Linked DNA regions of Mus musculus: region 1 is linked to region 2. Evidence: chromatin contacts called from public HiChIP or PLAC-seq data. All regions are on one chromosome and are shown on one strand. Each heading gives the region's core, a stretch centred on a gene start, on an enhancer-like site or on the middle of the called end of the contact. The rest is flanking DNA. Distances are from core to core; before and after follow the strand shown. Region 1 holds the start of Fgf12 (fibroblast growth factor 12). Region 2 has its middle 150 kb from the start of Gm52250.

What was found. HiChIP or PLAC-seq counts read pairs in DNA pulled down with a chosen protein or histone mark.
Region 1: an H3K4me3 HiChIP or PLAC-seq map of forebrain shows a contact between it and region 2, with 4 times the contacts expected there. The contact joins the promoter of Fgf12 here to the enhancer-like site in region 2. A contact is called at or near these places in 1 of 484 Hi-C or Micro-C datasets (nephron progenitors) and 7 of 115 datasets of contacts at active chromatin or transcription factors (astrocytes, embryonic forebrain, embryonic midbrain and 4 more).

Annotation. Positions count from the first base shown.
Region 1 is chr16:28,443,197-28,449,040 of GRCm38.p6, forward strand. Fgf12 (fibroblast growth factor 12) reads right to left here and starts at 2,879. Exons shown (of 5, transcript NM_183064.5): 1 at 1,797-2,879. The coding sequence starts at 1,995.
Region 2 is chr16:28,087,188-28,092,594 of GRCm38.p6, forward strand. No RefSeq gene overlaps it. Among named protein-coding and RNA genes, the nearest start is that of Gm52250, 150 kb to the right of the region's middle. Within about 2 kb of position 2,299, at least 13 of the 459 cell types and tissues checked have an H3K27ac peak or open chromatin away from gene starts, as enhancers often do. A contact at or near this core is called in embryonic forebrain and forebrain, where this site is marked.

The DNA.
Region 1 (5,844 bases), core at 1,629-4,128, 360 kb after region 2:
TAGGATCCTGAAGATGAGCATTGAGTGTGTGAACAAGAGAAGCATATTAAATAATCACCAAAGGAAACAATAAACCCAGATAATCCCCTGTTTTCTAATACGACACTAAGGAAATGGCCTCAGGAAACAATACACAGTTCCTCCTTCCCGAGGAAAAACGAAGTCATGTAAACTTCCACAAACATATGAGTTTATCTCATCCATTCAGAGTTATGACCAGACCAGCTTCATACTTTTGCTGTCTTGTTATCTGAGAAGGCTGAGTAGGATCACCCATAAATATGACATCACTATCCTAAACACAATGTAACAACTACTCTAGGGACTGAGTATGCGAGTCACATTGGGTTTGGGGTCTTGGAGTTCCTTGCAGACTACATAAGCCCTAAGAGGAGGGTCCCAAAGGATCCCATTCAATGGAGTGAAGGATTTATATTTCCCTTTAAAAAGAATAGTCAGTATGCTGAGATAATTCTTTAGCTTTGAGCTTCACTTTGCCAGACATAAAGGCATTATTAACTGGGTGTAAGAAGGAAAGACTTCAACAGCTTGTGAATCCAGATCAACATGAGTTTTGTTTACTCCCGGAGTCTGCAGCTTTGCAGCCATCAGAGACTATGAAAATGAGCCACCAAGGGGGTGACTAAGGTGACAAATGCCACGAAACGTTAAGGGAAAATAAAGTAAAGTGTCTTTCCCTCCCAAGGCTTACTCTCAAAATCGTAGCTTACTCTGAGTCCCACTTGAATCTAACCTACACACTTGAGTGTGTGGAACTCAAAGAGAACAGCAGAGTTGGAGTTGCTAACAGGCTTAAGGTAGTCAACTCATGCCAGGAGAGGCTCCTTCCTCAACCCATCTTTATACTTCAGCTATCAGGACTGAGGCTGTCTCAGATTGCAAGTGACTCGCAGCCACACCCAAAGGATCAAGGACCCGAGAAAAGCAAGGATTCTGGTGATTTGCTGGCACTCAGTTTCCTTCTGTAAATAACGACATATGATGAACTATTTGAACCCAAGGCTGCGGAAGCAGAATCAGTTTCAGATTGTGACAAAGAAATGTCTGATAAGTCAAATTTTCTTTACACTCCCTGGGACCAAGCTGCAGATACCATGGTGTTGACTTAGTATCTCAAAAGCTGAAATGCAGATAATAGTAAGTGGACAGTAAACTTTGTAAGAGGCCGATGGTAACTATCAACTGGTTGGAAGAATAAGAAAGGGGTTCTGTGTAGAAGTGGATGAATGTGAGAACATGGAAAGTTGGGAAAGTGAGATGTATTAAAAGGCAAAAAACCCACGTGCTTGTTGAAGGCAGAGCAAATCAAATGATATTAAGTTCATCTGGTATCTATTATAATTCATAATCACTGTCTTATGTGGTTATGAGGAGTATAAAGACCTTTATTTGTTTTCATACTCTCCGTAGGTAGTATGACTACTCTGTAGGTAGATGGAGGGGTGGGTAGAACAATGGGTGGCGCGTGAATGAATGGATGAATGAAAGAACGAACAATCGAACGAACTAGTGCCCTCCAGGGCTTTACCAGATAAAGGAACCCAGATGCACCTATACAAGTGACCCTCATACTAGACTGTCGGTGGATGAAAGCAGAAAGTGTTTTCCCGAATATGGGACAAGCTATTAACTGACACAGGGTTGTTGAAAGAAGGTGGGCCAGCATGGAAGAAAGGAATTCTGATTCCCATCCATGAGCAATTCCCAGAAGCTTTGAAGGAAGGGGATGGGGGGCGTCAGCCTCTGGGGAGCCCACTGATTTGACTGCTACTAACCTGGTCTCCGCCTCACTGGCCTCTTGCGGCCGCTGCAGAAGCGCACTTTGCTGAACACCCCGAGGACGTGCCTCTCACACAGGGAGCGCCCGTCTTTGCTGGGGCTGGAGCGGCGCTTGGAGGCCGACACCCGGTCGCTGTTGGACTCCCTCGCCTGCCGCTTCTGCCGGATCAAGGAGCTGGCTATCGCCGCAGCCATAGCTGCTCAGCGCGGGCCCGAGGCCCCGGGCTCCACTGCGCCCTCGGGTTCCTGCTCCGCCGGGATGAGGGCAGGACCTCGGGGGCCTGGAGGAATAGGACAGGCGCGGGGAGGCAGTGCTAATATTTGAGGAGGTTGCAGTATCGAAAACCTGGAGCCCACAAGGTTAGTCAGAGTCTGGGCAGTGGCAACAAAACGTGTGAAAATCCGGATGTAAACTTCCCCAACCACTGGCGGCGGGGGCGGGGCGGTCCCAGGCCTTCTTGCGAAGTAGACGTTTGCACCCCAAACTTGCACCCCAAAGCGATCCACGTCCAAAGGGCAGTAGGGAGTTTGGTCACACTGCGTTCAGGGTACCAAGTGGAAAGGGGGGAAAAGATGTCCAAAATAACAAGCTGTGCCCCGGTTGGAGAGGCGCAAGCGTTGTAAGGTGTCCAAAGTATACCTACACATATATACATAGAAACCCGTTTACAAGGCAGAGTCTGGACCGAGGCTAGAAGCGAGCCCCCAGCTTAAAAATATATATAGTAAAAAGTGAATAAAACGTTCCTTTAGAAAACGAACCACCAACCGCGACAGAGAAGAGGAAGGCAGCAATTTAACTCCCTGTGGCCCGCGGTTCTGAAGATTAGGAGGTCCGTCCCAGCTGGGTGAGGTCTACGAAATGCATCGCACCGGCTGCGGTTCTCCGGGGGCCGGCACCCCCACTTCTAGAATTCCAAGAGGCGAGAAGTGGGAGCGGTTAACCAGACTCGGGGTAGGGGCGCGGGGCGGGGCGGGAGGGGGGGTGCAGCTGTTTCCAGCTGCGGTGAGCGCGCCTCTCCTCCAGCAGCACTGCAAAGAGAGCGGGAGACGAGGGAGGGGGAGGGAGAGAGGGAGATCCTCGAGGGCCAAGCACCCCGGGGATCCGCGGGGTCCCGAGAGCAGGCGCTCCCGCTCTCACTGCCTGCGTTCCGGCATGAGACGGGCACAGTTGGTGATTATTTAGGAAATCCTAAATCTGGAATGACTCAGTAGTTTACAGAAGCCCCTCCAAAGGCAAAGCTGCCGAAGGTGTCCTCCCCAGCTCGGCGCCCACACGCCTTTCACCGGAGCTCCCTGCCACCGTGCGCCCGAGCCGCCGCACCAAGCCGGTCTCCGCACAGGCTCCGAGCGACCTGGGCAGCGAGGGACGGGCGCCCTGGCGGACTTGGGATCAGGTCATCGCCGCGCCTCCGGGACCCCAGGCTCACACGCCCCGGCGGTCGACAGCTCCCGGCCGCAGCTCAGATAGGGGTTACCCGGCCGCCGCTGGGCCGCTCGCTCGGTCCCGCGCCGCCCATCCCGGCCGTGGAAGGAAGTGACCGCGCGCTGCGAGCCCCCGCGCGTCCGCTCGGGTGGGGCGGGGGCTGGTGGAGGGCGACGTCGGCTCGCGGCGGCTGCGGCTCTGGGTCGCAGCTGCCCACCATGGTCTGGTGCCCGGGCGCAGGCAGGTTCCCTAGGCCGCCCTGGGAGACTGCGGGAGGTAGCCGCGCGTGCCACCTGGACTCCCCGGGCCGGGAGCGGACTCTGGGGCCGGGGACAGGAGGCAGGTGCCGGCGGCCACCAACTAGCCCAACTTGCTGCGCTGGCGGCGGCTGGGAGCCGCGGGATCGCGGGGCGCCCCCCGCCGCCTCCCCTAGACCGGGAGGGGGCGCTCAGGGCGGAGTCCCATTCATGGGCAGAAGCTCGGGGCGCCGCCGCGGGCTGTCTCCCCCAAAGCGCTAGCTCCGCAGGAAACTCCAGGCAGAGCCGACAGCAGCCTCTGAGAAGGCGAGTGGGACAGGGAGCAAGCAGAGGTTGGAGTTACTCTGGCTCTTAAGGAGCTGGGAAGCTTTCCTGGTGGGACTGAATTAGGGGCTGGGCTTGTGGAGAGCTGGAAAGAGCCGCGCTTGAGTCTTGCTCCCTTTTCTCGCGCCCACTGCTCCCAGACTCTCTCCTTCCTCCACCCCCCCCCCCGACACCCTTCTCCCCCCTCTCTGTCTCTGTCTCTCCCCTTTTCTCCTCTCTACGCAATCCTACGTGATTGAGGTTTGGATGAGAAATTCACAGAGGCAGAGTGAGGGAACTGCAGCCTGGGTCTGCTGTGTCCAGTCCCTACCCACCCCACCCCCCACCCCCAAGAGAAGCACACACATCCACTGGCTTGTTGAAGGACCCTGGGTGAGCAGAGAAGAGAATGGTGCAGGAAACAGAGGTGCCATCTGCCCCCTCGCCAGTGACCAGAAGCATGTAGCATTCTCCAGGAAGGAAGTGCACACTGGATAAAGTAGCAATGACCTCCCGGTCTCCCATACTGCACACACACCCCCACCGCCATCACATTTTGGAACAGGAAAGTGTGTGTCCATCTCTTTGGGACCTAGATATCTTATTACTGTCTGGAAAGCTAGAAAGGAGACTCTATGCCTAGAAAGGTCTTGTGGGCAACCTGCCTTGAGAGTGAATGGGGTTACAGTTACAAGCAAGGACAGTGAACTACAGCATTGGAGCACATTCTTGTCTTCAGAAATGCTTGCCATGCTCCTGATAGAGAAACAGAAGTCGTCCAAGAAAACCCAGCATTAGAGATTCTGAAAACCTATATTCCCCCTTGGTTCAAGCTATGATCTGGGAGTGGCCTTTAGTCATGTTGGGTTTTTTCTCTTCAACTAGACTTCAAATAGCACTACCCTCTCTTCACCCTGTGATTTCCAAACAGAGATAGGTATATACTAGGAATTTTCTACGATGTTGGGGAAGAAACCATCCTGCAGACTGCTAAAAATGGGGCCAGACTCGGGGCCAGACTCGCTAGGAATGCAGGTCTAAATGTGAGTACAAATTTGCTGGCCTACTTGAGATTTACTGGGCAAGGAGAAGGACAGAGGTGTGTGAGTCTGACAAGCCAACATTGCCCAGGATCAAATGTATGGCCTAACTGACTACTGGCAAAGACTGGCAGACAGGGGCTGGTGTGACAGACAGTAGAGGGGAGGGGGCTCTCAATGGCCAATGGGGAGAGCACAAGCCTTGCAGCTGTTCAGTTTGCCTGGACAGGGATGATGGATTCATTCCTGGAATTTGAACAACACAGATCAAGACGGATGAACGGGGTGCACACTCCAGAGTACATCTGACAAGACAAAAGGGATTGCTTGAAATCAATTGGCAACACAGTCAATTAGGGAAGTGTTCAATTTCCACAAATAAAATTATTTTCCTTCCTTGGATACAGAAAGACTTGCCTCATTTTTCAGCAAGGCAGGCACAGATAGTACTGGCTGGCTTGGAGGTAGGGGTGGGGTGCAGTCTTTTGCAAATCAACACCCAAATGCAGACACACACATACACACAAAAGATCATCTAAGGGGAATCTCAAGAGGAGTGAAGAAGAGGACAATTTATAATGAGGACCTAGGGAAATCAACTGAACTTGGTCTCTTTCATCCCTACAATGAAGATAATTGTTCCCATCTACAGCCCAGAACAGAACATACGCACCTAAGCATTTTGACAACAAGAAAACGCCGAATAAGTGGAAGGAAGGGTGGATGGAGGTGTTTGGATGTGTGTGATTCACCTGAGATGCTTGCTCTAAAAATGTGGATTCCCTACGAGAATCTCTGAGAATATGAAGCAGAAATCTCTATAACTGAGGCTCATACATTGAAATCCTTAAAAACTCCTCTTGGTCTCAAAATATGGCCATTTATTGTATACATGTAATACAGACAGATAGTTCTGAAGAAAAGAGCAAGACCCTCAAAATTGATTACATTTCTCTAGACTACACTCCCTCTCCCTTCAAACAGGACTGTGAAGAGGCTTGTCTTCCCAAAGCTTTAC
Region 2 (5,407 bases), core at 1,049-3,548:
TGAAACTGTCAAAATAAATTTTAGTGTTTAAAGAAAAACTGTTGGGAAGAAATGAATTGCTTCAAAGTTAGTGCATCTTGAAAAGAGGGAAATGAGAAAGAGGTTGGGGACTGCTGACAGTCTTAATATTGTGGTGGAATTAGTGACTCTTTGAACCTGAAACTTACTATGGCTAGAGAGATGGTTGATGGTTCGGTGGTTAAGAACACTTGAGGCACTTCAAAAGGACTTGATTCCAGTTCCCAGCATCCATGTTGGGCATCTCACAGCCATCTGCAAATCCAGCTCTAAGAATTCTTATGCTCTCTTAGGGCTGATGATGACACGTGCACACAAGTGACCTAAGTTTAGTCACATGCATAAGCATAGATAAAAATAAATCTACTTTTAAAACCTACAACTTATTTAACTTAGAAAGATGTAAACTAAATGGCCAAAGAAAGGTCTAAGTGGTTGAGGACACTTGTTCCTGTCCCAGAAGACTGGAATTCAGGCCCTTAGAACCCACATCAAGAAGCTCAAAATGCCTGTAACTCCATTTTTGAGAGATCCAATAGCCTCTTCTGACTTCCTTGGGCACCAGGCATGTAAGTGGTGCACATGTATGCAAAGAGGCTACTCATACACACACATAAAGTAAAACAAATACAATGTTTAAAAATCTTTTGATCTCAAAACAGTGGCTAGGTTACAAGGAAGCAGACACTGTTTTGACTGAATCTGATGTAGACAAGAAGGTCATGGGAAAGAAGCCAGCAGGAGTGGAGGAAATGCTAAAGCAGAAGGGAGGGTTAATAGATTGACTGTCTTGAGAGGCCAAGGCTCACAAAAGAGCCCATCTTTGTGAAATATGAGAGATTCAATCTCCTTAGAAAGAAGGGTAGAGAAGTCAAATGTCATCTTACCGTGTAGGAGCACTTGAGCTAAAACAACCAAGACTCGGGCATGCAAAGGACTAGACGACTAATGCCAGGGAGGACTCACAGGCTGTGCCAGAGCAGCCTTGTCATGAGGCTCAGACTTATCTACATCATTCTTCAAGTTTTTATCTAGACAAAGACATACAAATTTCAATTTCTCATATAATTCACTTATATAAAATAAATATGTGAGTCAGACAGTGGTGGTAAATGCCTTTGACCCCAGCACTCAAGAGGCAGAGGCAGGTGGATCTCTGTGAGTTCAAGGCCAGCCTGGTCTGCAGAGCAAGTTATAGAGCAGCCACGAAGAAATCCTGTCTTGAGTGCTTGCTGACAGGAACCTGATATAGCTATCCCCTGAGAAGTTCTGCCAGGGCCTGACAAATATAATGGTTTCTCGCACTCAACCATTGGACTGAGCATAGGGACCCCAAAGGAGGAATTAGAGAAAGGACTGAAGAAGCTGAAGGGGTTTGCAACCCTATAGGAAGAACAATATCAATCAACCAGGTCCCCCAGAGCTACCAGGGACTAAACCATCAACCAAAGAGTACACATGGAGGGACCCATGGCTCCAACTGCATATGTAGCAGAGGATGGCCTTGTTGGACATCAATGGGAAAAGAGGCCCTTGGTTCTGTGATGCCCTAGTGTAGGGGAATGCCAGGGCAGTGAGGTACCAGTGGGCGGGTGGGTGGGGGAGCACCCCCATAGAAGCAGGGGGAGGGGAATAGAGGTTTCCTGATGGGAAACTGGGAGAGGGAATATCATTTGACATTTAAATAAAGAAAAGATGCAACAAAAAAAGAAAGAAAGAAACCCTGACTTGGAAATAAAGAAATAAATAATAAAAACCATGTGAACATGCTCAATTCATTCTTTGATATATCTGACTTCCACTGTAAATCTAGATGTAAGTTGAAAGTATTCACTGTTCAATATAATAACTGGAAAAATTATTTTGAGAAAGCCAATCAAGGGCTAATTGACTACAAGAGAGGCCCTTGGATTTTTATTTGGTAATTACATTCATATCTATTAATCTCCAGTCTTAATCAGACTGGGGAAATCATCAATAGGAAAGCAGAAGGGAGAGCATCAAATCTATGCCTCACTAAAATGATTTCAGAAAGGGTTCTCTACTTTAACAAAATGTCTTAGGATGTAAAACTGAACATGGAAGATGTCATTATTTGAAATGCTAATTTTAAATTTTCTGCTTTTAACAACCCACTTGAGTTCTTAAAAAAGCCATTTACTGAGAAAGAAAACCTTGTGCACTCCTTGAAGTAAATGTTTATGGATTATGCATGTGAATTATGCTAGCTGCATATCCATTTATACCTGAATGCAAAGCAAATGTGAACAATCTTATGAACATGGCAGGATTCCCATAAACCCCAGAAACCACATTAGCTGAGCAGCAAGAACACAGTAAATAGGCTTCCTAACAGAACGGTTAGTCTCAAGGAAGGTCAGAGTGACCTTGCCAGTTGCTAAGTCTGTAAACAGCTAATTACTGAATTCACAAAGCAAAGGGACTCCTGGATCTGCCTGACTCAGAAGTGTATTAGCACAAAGGAAACTGTTCCTTTCCCACACGGTCATTCCCTGCTGTCTCCATTCCTGAAGCTACCAACATCTTAAGTGACAGCCAGAGGAAAAGGATCGCCCCTGCTAAATACCTCCTAGTGACATTTCTCAGATCTAATTACAGAGCCCGGTGTCTCATCAATACTAAATACAGTGGGGATTCATGCCAGACAGAAAATACTAAGGACCATTTTAATTAATGTGTGTGACTCTAACAGGGATTAACTGCATGCTTCGCTCAGAACTCTGCACTGAGAGTAGTTGGAACACTGAGAAGGTCACACATCCAAATCCCCGGGATAGAGTTGAGTACTTTCTTGAGAGAGGCTTCCCTCCACTTCAGCTAGCTCTGAAGATATCTGTAGATATCTTTCCATATCTGTAGATATGGAAAGATGAACATCTAGAGATAGCTCCTCAGTGAGGCCCACCTATGGGAGGAATGATACTAAACACACACTGGTGTGTTTAGTTTCCATGGTGAAAAGCAAAAAGCAACATAGAGAAATCCAGAAAGTAATTGGAGACAAAAGATATGCAGTACAATAAGAAGCGAAGATGAGGAGCTGAGAGATGTAGCTTGGTCAATAGAATGTTGGCCTAGCATGCATGAAGTCCTGAGTTTGAGCCCCAGTTCTTTATTAATCAGGTGTGGTGTTACACATGGGAATTAGAGAAAGTGGGATGGGAAATTCTGGGCTGATATCTGCTACACAGTGACATGGGGACAACCAGAGACACATGAGACCTGAATCAAAAGAAAGGAAAAGATAGAAGGGGGAGGGAGAGGGGCAGGGGAGGGGAGGGTTGGGAGCAAAGCAAAGGAAGAATTAGACATTAGTGTAACTTTAATTTTTTCAAAACCTAATTTTTGGTTTTTCAAGACAGGGTTTCTCTGTATAGCCTTGGCTGTCCTGGAACTCACTTTGTAGACCAGGATGGCCTCGAACTCAGAAATCCACCTGCCTCTGCCTCCCAAGTGCTGGGATTAAAGGCATGCGCTAATGAAGGTTGTTAAATACTTTAACTTCCCATGTAGCCCACCACCCAGCAGAGGTAGTGGAAAAGAAAGGATATGATGGAAATGGACCTGTTTAGAAAGATTCTTTGTGGCAATTCCATTCTGTGTTGTCTGGAAATTGGCAGTTTAGTTCACAGGTTAGCAGCAGCAGCCTGATCTACTTGCAAACATTCCATGGATACACAAGTGACCCAGTTAGGTAGAGTTTGGATAGCACACACACATCTGCAGTGGTGGCAAGACCTAGCAGAGACAGTCATGCCTGAGCTAAGGCTGGAGTCAGCAGGAGAAACCAGGAGGAACACCAGGAGAAGTTCTTGGCTATACCTCTCTCAAGGAATTGAAGATCAGTGAAGATGAGATACCAACAGGCCTTGTATAACTAGCTCTATAAGTAAGCTTAGCTCAGTCTCCAACACAGTCCATTCAGTCCTTTTTATGCCCTCTAAATATCATGTTTCCTCCACTGCTCTTGCCTCAGCACATGCATCTGTCTCAGCTGACATCACTCTGCCAATGAGCCCATGTCTAAGGAAGCAGCAAGAAACTGCAACACATCACCAGAAAGTTTTTGGTGTGTTTCTTTCTCTCTATGGAGTTCCAACAAATACAGCTCAACTATGCAGTATAAGACAGAACAATACATAGGTGTTGTTAAAAAAGAATCCTCCATCACATATCCTTTCACACGCTTGCTTTAGCAGAGCATTCTTTTTCTGTGTCTGCTTCAGCTAAATATTCCTTCACGAATTTACCTTAGTCTTTCATCTGTGTCCACTTCAGGTAAATGTTCCTTCATGTCTTTGCCCCAGCAAAACACCATCTAACCAACTTCCCAAAGAACCCTTAAGTTTCCACTTCACATCAAAGTGTTTTTTTTTTTATTAAAATAACCTTAAAAGCAACCAATTGATACATTGAATGTACTAACAGGGAAAAACAAAGCCTAACAAAACACTGATCTACACTAAATAAAATTATTTGTTAAGATTAATAATGAAATGAGATTTTTAGAGAAGCAAAAACTAGAATATACTTTTGGTAGATACAATTGGTAGGATGAAAAAGAGAATTTCAAGAGGACTATAATTCATGGGTATTTACAAATAGTTTAAGAACTGAAAATAAATAAATGAAAATAATATTGAATTTTACCTTTTATTTCATCAAAATTACTTTGAGGTAATCACTGAAAGCAAAAACTACAATGACCTGTTTTGTGTCTATATCTGTGCAAAGTAAAAGCATAACAAACTCCAGAATAAATGTGAATTACAGTGAGACAATCAATGACAAAGTGTGAAAAAACAGAAGACTGTTTGAAGATAGCTCTGGAATTAAATACATATTGTCACCCTTAAAGCACCCAATACAAAATGTTATTAAAATTATAAATAATAGAAAGGGGGCAGATTGAATAGAATTATGATACAGTCAACTAATTTAAAAGAAGGCACAGAAAAAGAAGAGGCAAAGTGAAGACACATAAAACAAATAAAATACCTAATGCAAGTCCAACTTCATTCAATTACATTGGTAATCCCATCAAATAAGTATCTTGTAAACACTCCAGTTAAAAGATGTGGGTGACTAACAAGACATTCTGTTAAGTAGTGTAATCCCAGAAAAAGATGTTGCAATAAGAGAATGATTACTTCAAAGGCAGCTATTGCTTCCTAGCCAAAGCCTGTCTCAAAATTTACAAACAACAAATATGTACTAGTTAGTGAATAAAATGAAAAAGTAACATCAAACTCTCCTTTTCTATTTACGTGCCATCTTTTTATTTTATTTTTTTCTATTTATATCCCAGTTATTGTTACCCTCTTGGTCCTCCCTCCAACAGTTCTTCATCCCATTTCTACTTCCCCTT